2 separate regions of the Sus scrofa genome follow, and region 2 is linked to region 1. A link is a contact called in public HiChIP or PLAC-seq data. All regions are on one chromosome and are shown on one strand. Each heading gives the region's core, a stretch centred on a gene start, on an enhancer-like site or on the middle of the called end of the contact. The rest is flanking DNA. Distances are from core to core; before and after follow the strand shown.

The links. HiChIP or PLAC-seq counts read pairs in DNA pulled down with a chosen protein or histone mark.
Region 2: a contact with region 1 is called in an H3K27ac HiChIP or PLAC-seq map of alveolar macrophages. The contact joins two enhancer-like sites. A contact is called at or near these places in 1 of 47 Hi-C or Micro-C datasets (embryonic fibroblasts) and 1 of 2 datasets of contacts at active chromatin or transcription factors (alveolar macrophages).

What each region holds. Positions count from the first base shown.
Region 1 is chr6:153,180,763-153,185,820 of Sscrofa11.1, forward strand. The region is part of intron 3 of FGGY (FGGY carbohydrate kinase domain-containing protein); the gene reads right to left. Among named protein-coding and RNA genes, the nearest start is that of FGGY, 30 kb to the right of the region's middle. Within about 2 kb of position 1,394, at least 6 of the 83 cell types and tissues checked have an H3K27ac peak or open chromatin away from gene starts, as enhancers often do. A contact at or near this core is called in alveolar macrophages, where this site is marked.
Region 2 is chr6:153,710,384-153,715,248 of Sscrofa11.1, forward strand. No RefSeq gene overlaps it. Among named protein-coding and RNA genes, the nearest start is that of JUN, 26 kb to the left of the region's middle. Within about 2 kb of position 3,593, at least 35 of the 83 cell types and tissues checked have an H3K27ac peak or open chromatin away from gene starts, as enhancers often do. A contact at or near this core is called in alveolar macrophages, where this site is marked.

The DNA.
Region 1 (5,058 bases), core at 144-2,643:
CAACACAAACACTTGTATGTGCATATTCAGAGCAGTATTACTCATAATACCCTAAAACTAGAAACAAACCAAATGTTCATTATGAGTTAACCGAATGGTGAAACCGAGTGTGATCTACCCATACAGTGGAAGTGTACTCAGCAGAAGACATGAACTATTGATATGTGAAGCCACATGAATGAACCTTAAAAACACTATGCTAAGTGAAAGAAGTCAGACGCAAAAAGAAGGCATGTTGTGTGACTCCTTTTCCATGAAATTTCTACAAACAGAACAACTACAATGACAGAAAACGGTTATCTATGACTAAGACTGGAGAATGACTGCAAACAGGCATAAGGGAACTTGTGAGGGTAACAGAAGTGTTCTAAAATTGGATTATGGTGATGATTACACAGACATGAAAGTTTAAAAAAATCACTGAGCTATACAATTAAAATGAATGGACTTTATAGTATATAAACCATGAAAAACATTGAATGATTTTTTTTTCTAAGAGATGAGCTATAAAAGATGAAATGGAAGAATATTCATGATATGCGAATAAGGGAAAAAAAAAAACAACAACAAACTGTTAATAGTGGTTGCCTCTGAGAGCAGAAATGGCAGCTGGAGGAGATGGGAGTTTTTCACTTTGTTATATAATTTTTTAAGTTAATAGATTTATTGATTAATTCTATTTTTACATTTTCATTTCCATGGTTTCCTTTTGTGAAAATGCCTGAGTGGCCATACCCATTACTGGTTCCCATCAACTTAAAACATGACAACAACCTTTGAAATCCTACAAAAGTCATCTCAAAAGTGTCCACCACCTCTTAAAACACACTATTCTTTTTTCCTGTTTTGGAATGCCAGGCTGGTCATTTAGGATTCTACTTCTTACTGTTTAACATGTTTCTCAAATAAAAGCTACACACAATTATAACAGCTTTTCAATAAAGAAAAACATTATTTTTTCAAATGTGAAATAGGTGACATACAGTGGATGCTCAACATATGGTGACATTTTATTGTTTGTTGTTATTATTTAAAAAAAATAATGAGGAAACTACTTTACATATACAACTTTATTTAATCCTTACAAAGCCCTCTGAAGAAACACTTAGTATTTCCATTTCATTAAAAAAAAAAAAAAAAATTGGACTGGAATTCTTTGGTGGCCTAGTGGGTTAAGGATCTGGTGTTGTCACTGCTGTGGCTCAGGTCCAGTCTCTGGCCTGGGAACTTCCACATGTCGTGGGTATGGCAAACATATAAAAAAATAAGTGGAAGACTGGGGAAGGAAGGGAAGAAGAAGCAGGCTCCAGAGACTGAGAACTTGAACTTACCCCTGTCGCACAGCCAGCTGACAGCAAAGCCAGAACTGAAATTCAGAGCCTGTGTTCCTCCTATTCCACCACATGGTTGCCTCTGTCATCAGAGAAGTTCTTTTGCCCAGAGACTCATCCTACAGAGAGCGCATGAGCTCTAAGGAAGAGCATCACTCATGACCCACCTGTGAGTGTTGGCATAACTTTGCCCCACAGCACCAAGAGAGGGCCCTGTACCTCTATACTGCACTGGTCCACCTAGACTTAGAAGAGTATGAGGACCAAGCCCAATTCTGTCAGGCAGCATGGTCTCATGACAAGGAGTCACGGAGACCTGGTTTCAAATCTCTGCTATGTCTCTCTGCTTATGTGGTCCAGGGCAGGTTATACAATTCCAGTCATTCCAGTCACCCTCCTGTGTTGCTGGATCATGTCTCTCTAGCATTTATAAGCACAGCGTCCTCTGCCTGCCATGTCCTTCCAACCTGGCTTGGAAATCTCTGGGTGATGGCTAAAATCAGTGGTGTTGGGTGCAGACTGCCTGACTCCGAAAACTGGCTCTGCCACTGACAAGTCATGTGACTTTGGGAAGCCAGAAGACCTTTGGTTACACAAAACCAGTACTTAGACCTACATTGCCTAATGTTGGTATGAGAATTCAGCAAAATAAGATATGATTAATCCACTATCTGGCATTCAGTGTCCAATAAGTGGCAGCCCTTATTTGAGTAAATCAGCTGCCGCAAACCTTTAAACTCACAGAGCATCAACCTTTCACTCAATAAACTAGCCCTAACTTCTACCGGCCATGCAGCCCTATTGGCCTCGTGCCCAGAGAGCGTATGCCTGACTTGGGCAAGCCCTTCTCCTACAGGACTGCCATTAATCAATAAAGGAATTGGGAGAGGAAATGTAGAAAACTCAATAAAACTCACTACCACAAGGCAGCTCTAGAGTAGAAAGGAGAATGGGATATGGTATCATAAGAGTTCTGCTGGCTACAACTCCACCACTGTTGGGTCACTGCAAGATAACCTTGGAGTAATCTCACCTTTCTGAGCCTCAGGTTCCACGAGGGGGAGGAGTGGCACAGGAGAGAAACTCCCAGGTGAGGATCAAAGGTGTCAATGGATTTGAACGTGCTTTGGAACCAATAAACCTTTGCAGGAAATGTGAAGGATGGAAAATGCACTCAATGCCTTCTAAGTTGTGCTCACGCAAACTTTCTTATGAAGGAAGCGTGGTTTGCTCCCTGCATCATGTAAGCACGTATAAAAACGGCAGGCAAAGGGAACAGTGAAAAGATTGGATAAACTCAAACCTTCCTAAGAATTTTGGTGGGAGTGACCTTACAGTAGGAGCAAAGAAAAGATTGTCTTCAATCTATGGTATGAATCTCCTGTGAAACCTACAAGAGTTCTATATGGCCTTTCGATCACAAAATTTCAGCATCTCCTTCTCTAAATCGGAAACCTATCTCAAGGAACTGGAGGAATAACTGTGACATGCATTTAAACCTGATTTGGCTAGGCAGCCGCTGTCATTTCCCCAGCCTTATATGGAAATGCCTTATGATCATGCCTACCATGTGTAGGACCACCCCACTCCCCACCCCCACCCCCACCCCCACCCCCACCCAAACCATCTCAGAAAGATGGCTGTCAGGGTCACACTACCCAGAAGGCCCCCAGGACTTGACCTGCTGACCTGAGGATTCTTTTTTATACTCTCATTAATGGAAGAAGAAAGCAGTCTAGTAAACTCACCCCAACAGCCTGGCATCAAGGGAATTTCCTCAGCTAGAGAAAAAGCACATTGCTCTCCTAAAGAATTTCCAGAGAAGGAGATTTCTGCAAGTTCATTTGGTAACCTGGTCCATGTCTCCCAACTGTCAACTCGTAGCTATGGGGCAGCAAACAAATATTTGGGGAAGGGATTGTGCATCGCTTTGTTCTGACTGTGGGAACCGGTTCAATCCTGCATGTGTTTTAAATCAGCAGGCTCTGCCATACTGGGTGGGGAGACAGCGTTCCTTAGAAACCTTTCCAACTGAGAACTGGAGGGTCAGAGGCATACCTGGTTTTATCTTGAGCTCAGCTTGGAGCAAGGGTCAAAAGCCTGGGGCCTCCCGGAATCCAGCCTGCAACAGAGTTCTGTGTGGCTGGTACTGTGCTCTTTTAAATCTTAATTTGAATGCCTCTGTCAGCTTTGGGGGGAGGGGGTGCATGAGGTTGTGAAATACCTGTTCTCTCAGGCCTATCACTTCCTGTTGCCCACACAATTCAATCACTTACTCATTTACTCAGTCAGTCAGCAAACGCAATCAAGCCCCTTCTAAGGTCAGGCTGTACACTCTTCTCAGTATTTAGAAAACAATGGAAAGCAAAATATATTTTTAAATCCCTTAGTCTTTTGCAGGTTACACTGCAGGGAGAATCAACAGCCAATAAACTGAGAAAAATATATATTTTACCTACAATGTACTAGAAAGTGATGTCAGAGGGGCCAGGAATACCGGAGGCAGGGGAGGTGGTTGCTGGGAACGGGAGAGTTCAGGAAATACTTGCAGGACCTGAAGAGCAGATCTGGTAGAAATCTGTAGGAAAAGTGTTTCAGGCGAGAGAACAGCCAGAGCAAAGGCCCTGAGGCAGGAATAGCAAGGAGGCTATTACGGCTTGTGAAGGGGGCTGTGTCACCTGCAAGGCCCCCGGAGGCATTCAATTTTACAAAATCCATTCCAGCAACTAGTAAAATGAACAAGTCCAATTCTGGTCCACTACCTACACTGCATCTTAGCTCAGGTGTGGTGTTGCCCCTTGAAGATAAGGTAGGGAAACAGGCCACACACTGCCAGTTAACGTCAATACGCCAACATTCTTCCAAGAACAGAAACTCTGAAACTGCCTTTATCTCCTTCCTCTCCATCACCACCAAGTCCTATTAGATCTCCCTTCCAAAGTCTCTCCGTCCTGGTCCCCCTGTTTATTTCTCTGCCAACATTTGAACCCAGGCAGTCATCATGACAGAGATATTATTAAGCACCAATGTATACACCACAGAGGACCCAGGCTGAATAAGACAGACATAGTCCCAGGCCCCCCAGACCTTGGAGTTGTAAGTCATTTCAGGCTCCAGAACTTCATTAGAAGAAAAAATTGCCTCCTAACTGGCATTCCTAAATGTAGTTTCTGTTCCTCCAGGCCATCCTGAATCTGTTGCTGGTCAGTCTGAGACTCAGGATGCTTCTAGAAGAGCTCCCTCCTGCCCTCAGAACTGGCCCTCCCAAGTAAGCCCCCATCACTAATACCAGCCTCCCTTTGCCCTTCTTCTGGAAACCACCTGCTCCAGCCTTAACTTTCCCATCTCAGCACTTTTATCCATGATATTCCCCCTGAATAGTGTTCTCAAGTCTCACTTTTCAAAAGCCCTACATCCTTCCTCGGACTTTCTCCATTGACTGGGAGTAGGGAGGTTCCAACGTCTTGAGTCATTCATTCTTCCTCCACTTTCTGGGTCTATGGTATGTTTGGACTTGAGTGAGCAAACTATAGTTCCTGAAATACAAAATCTAGTAGAAAAGAAAGCTTTTCTGAATTATATTAATTCCATTTGTTATTACTTGATTATGCAATGATTTTATTACTTGATATTAACAAATGAATGAGTCACAAACCATGTGAAGTTCTACAAAGAAAAATTACAAGATGCTGTAAAAACATTAGCGAAAAAAGGACTTAGTTTAGAG
Region 2 (4,865 bases), core at 2,343-4,842, 530 kb after region 1:
TAAAATTTTATTTTTACACTTACCTCTATTTCCCATTTTTCTAAAAAAGGGTGTATCTTATGTATATTTTTTTTTTCTTTGTAGGGCTGCACCTGCAGCATACGGAAGTCCTTGGGCTAGAGGTCAAATTAGAGCTGCAGCTGCCACTGGCCTACACCACAGCCACAGCAACCCTAGGTCTGAGCTGCATCTGTGACCTACACCACAGCTTGTGGTGATGCCAGATCCTTAACCCACTGAGTGAGGCCAGGGATTGAACCAGCATCCTCAGAGACACCATGTTGGGTTCTTAACCTGCTGAGCCACAATGGGAACCTCATATGTATAATTTTCTTAAAGAAAAATAAATATGCAAGAGAAGACATAAAAAAAGGTGAAAAAAATGAAAGTGGATATGGACTCCTAGATATTAAAATAAATTATAAAACTATAAATATTACAATGATTTAGAATTTGGAAATATTAAACCAACAAATCAGTAAAACTAAATAGAAAATAAAGACATGGATACCTAAATAATTTACCTTTTCTCTTGGAGTGAGAACACTTTCTTAAAAATAATACAAAGCTGTTTTATGCCCCCTCCAAATACTATATATGCAGTGAACAGATCATTGACAAAATAGGAAAAAAAATATTTCTTTCTTTTTTTTTTTTGGTCTTTTTGCCTTTTCTAGGGCAGCACCCACAGCATATGGAAGTTCCCAGGCTAGGGGTCTAATCAGAGCTATAGCCGCCGGCCTACACCAGAGCCACAGCAATGCAGGATCCGAGCCGCATCTGCAACCTATACCACAACTCATGGCAATGCTGGATCCTTAACCCACTGAGAAAGGCCAGGGATCGAACCCTCAACCTCATGGTTCCTAGTTGGATTCATTAACCATTGAGCCATGAAGGGAACTCCAGAAAAAAATTTCTAACATATATAAAAATAGGATTAATTTTCTTTATATACATGTTATATATATATATTTTAGTATTTATACACATGTATAAGTATTCTCATAACAAAAGAAAAGTTAACAGAGAACGTGAACACCTATTCAAAATGAAAAGAAAAAAAAGAAAAGAAAAAGAGTGTGAGAACGGATGCTAGCTACAGTAGCATTTAGAAGGGGAAATGCTACTGCTTGCACCATTGTCCGCCTTGGTCATTAGAGTTTTTCTGTAATACTCAAGGTCGAAATTCAAATCAAACCAGAGCAGGAACAATCCCATTAGTCACGCCTGATCGCCAAGGGATTCATCGGTAGCTTAGTTAGAGACGGGTAGGAAATTAATACCCTACTAAGCACAATACATAGTCTTTTGTATATAATTAGGCTTACACCGATGCATTATAAAACCATAGCAGGAAGGGAAGTGGATGGCATAAGGAAAGAAAAGGGGGCTGATAAAGGACTTCCATCCCAGCTCTTCCTCTAGGTACGCGTATCCTTGAAAAATCTCACTAAACCTTCCTTTCCTCATCTGCGAAATGGATACAATAAATTCTAGGTACAATGTTTTTCTTTGGAAAAAATAAGATGTACTATGTCACTCAACACCCTTAGTGAAAATTCAAAACAGTAGCTCTTACTACATGTCCAAGGTTATTACCACCTGTGTCAGGGCAGAATAGGGCCCATGTTTTTGCCACCAAGTACCACACACAGAGCTGGCCCCTGTGGTGGTTAGGCTGGGAGCAGGCACCCAGCATTATAACTTCAAGGACGAGTGTGGCTTTGCCTCATGTTCAGAACTCAGCACATCTTTCACTCCTACTTGGGGAACCTCTCAGGACCTCTGTTTCTTCATGTAGGAAAAACATCGGTCATGCAAGTTGCAGCAATCAAAATAAAGGAGATTGTGTTTGAGAAAATACCCTCTGAGCTCTAAGTCTGTTGGCCTCAGCCCTATATACCCAGTTCACAGACCTGAGTCCTTGAGACAAGACTCTCTGGCAAAGTTCACCTCAACATCCATCCAGCAGGGCTCAGAAAATGTTCCCAGATTAGGAATCTGATAACTTAAGACCAAGCACCATTTTGTCCAGTGCATGACACCAAGATCAAGATAACTGGAAAACTATGTTAACTTCTAGGATAGCCCCTAAACCGCCACCACCACCCAAACATATACCACGTGGCCCCACTTCCAGTGCCTTCACCACCAACCCAATCAAGACCTGACATCCCAGGACCAATTAATAGCTAGCATCCATAGAGTCCTTTCTGTGTTCTGAGCCTAAAGCTAAGTATTTTTCCTGCTTAGTTTCAATTAATCCTTGCACCAGATCCATGACGTAAGAGGAGATACCCTTATCTCCTTCCTGAAGATGAGGAGATTGAGTCTTACAGACGGTAAGGAACTTACGCTCAGGAAGTGATAGACCAGGGCCTGGAACCCAAGTCTGTCTGACTAGGATCGTGGTTACGGCTTCTCTAGGATGACTTTGCAGATGTGCCCCAAGGACTGGACTGACCAACCCAACATCATAGAGCTACCAGCTACCAAAACTGGGATTCAAATCAACAGCCTCAAGTCCAAAGTCATATGCTCTCAAGACACCATGCTGCCATCCCCAATCTTGTAAGACTAGCTTCCACCTAACTGCTCCTTCCCTGAGCTCAGAGCCTGCTGTTTACTCCAGCCCAGTTGGTGGCCTAGAACAATGCCTGACTTTTCTCATCTCCTTTCCCTGGAGGCTGGGTTCCAGAGTCTGTCCTTGCTGATGGGACACCTCCTGCATGTGGACATATCTTCGCCAAAGAGGACAAATCCCTATCTGGCTCCAGAGAATGGAAATAGGAGTTCCCACTCCAGACACAACTACTTTTGAGAATGAGAAGCCAACTAACCCATTCCTTAGGGTTGTGTTAGGTCTCTCAGACACGCCCTACTCCTGAGCTGACTTGGGTGGGGCCAAGAGTTCCATCCCCCATCCTGCTTTCTCCCAGTTTCCTCCATCTGCTCTTTCAGGCAAGCTAGGGATCCACAGTGCCTCATACTTAAGCCAGACCCATGACTGATATGAGCTGTTATTTTTTAAATTATCTTTTTTCATCTCCAATTATAAAAGCAACATTGTGTCATTTCCCACTGCTGTGACAAACCCGTCCTCCCCACAGCAGAAGCATCAAGGGACCAGGGGTTGCACACGAAGTTTTATAACCGGCAGTGAGTACCAATTAAAAATCCTCTAAGGTGTTCAAAGGATGCCACAACCGGATCAATCTGCAACAGATTCAACAGAGGAAAAGCAGATTAAGAAATAGAATATTTAAACACTGCAAATCATTTCCTTGGAAAGGCTCTATGCATCTTGTCGGAGCCAGTCATCTTCCTCTGCGAAGTGTTCACACTCACTTCCGGTGAGTAATAAGAAGGACGTTCAGGTCTGCACGCAGCCACTGTGCACGTGATGGAGCCCATGGCACAGCAGCTGCAGCTTCCTTTTTCACAAAGCAGAGGTGCCGCCTCTTCGGTCCCAGGGCTGAGGCTTTTCTCCAGGCTGCAAAACAGCCAGAGTTTCTGAGGGGCATCTACAGATGCCATCTGCCAGTTCTTCATCCGGTACATCGCAGTGGCTGTGACTCAGGCTAGTTAGCACCGGAAGCCATTCCCCTGTGTCTCTGTGCAGGCTCTGCTGGCTGAAACAGATGCCAGCACCAAGAAAGGTTTGTGGTGCTGGCAGGCAGGAAATGTGCTTTGGAGAGCCCCAAGGACCCAGCCTTAGCTCTGGCTGCAGCAGTACAGAAGGCAAAAATGCAAACCAAACCAGCACACACTGATTCGGTGTTGACTTAGGCTAGTAAACACACACCACAGATCTGGTGGAGAATGCAAACGCCCCCTGTGCACGCAGAAGGCTGTGTGTTATTTAAGCCAAGCGGGTGTTTCCAAAGAGAAGGAAAAGAATCCATTGCTCCAAGTATCAGATCAAGGAGGATAGTGAGAGATTCAGTGCGTTAGAAATGCCCAACCTACCTCTATTTTAGGTTAATCATAAAACCTTCAAAAGACCCCAGCGAGACAGCTTGGGGGCGGGGGAGGTGAATTCCCCCCGCTTTACACAAACTGAGCCTCAGCAATCACGCCAGTAGTCAGTGGTCCAGTGACAGAATTTATTGAAAGCCACTCGTGTGCAGCAACCAGGCTTGGAGGCAGATATCCTCCTGAGGTGTGGCATGAAAGAAGGAAAGGGAGAGAGGAAGAGTCTGCTCTGTTGCTTTCCGACTGTGTGATCTTGAGCAAATCAGGAGTAACCTTTGGCTGCGCTGCTCTCGGGTGTCCTGAGATGGGCATTGCTGCATGGGGAGGGCGGAGCCGGGCCTCGATCTGACTCCACCAGCAACCAGATCTGGGTCATCTAGGTGGTCACTAGGTCCCTCTGACCTCCAGAGATTTACCTGTAAAACAGTGGACTTATCAACCAGTAAGAACCCCTTTCACCTTTTGACATGACTTTATTTTTATGATCGAGAGGCTGAAATTAGATTATTGTAAAAAATCTAATTTTTGTTGTAAAATCCCCATCAACTCAGATTTTCTTCATAGATAATGGAGATAGATTGAAGACCTTATTATCATGTAAAAGATTGACCCTGTGGCACCTAACACTTTACAACTGGGCAGTGTTGCTGGCTCTCCTTCCTTTTCTGCTGATGTTTCACAAAGTCCTGGATGGTTTTCTCCTCCAGTTGGGTTAATATACAAAATCACTCAGACCAAGACCAATCTGCTTTACTTTGTGAGTCAGAGCCCATCTCTGATCTCTAATGAATTACAGCAGTATAGGCAGGGAAGTCCATGAGAACAAAGAAAGTCTGTGTCTGCTTGTCACCCAACTCCTAGCCCAATGATGGCAAATATTACTGTTG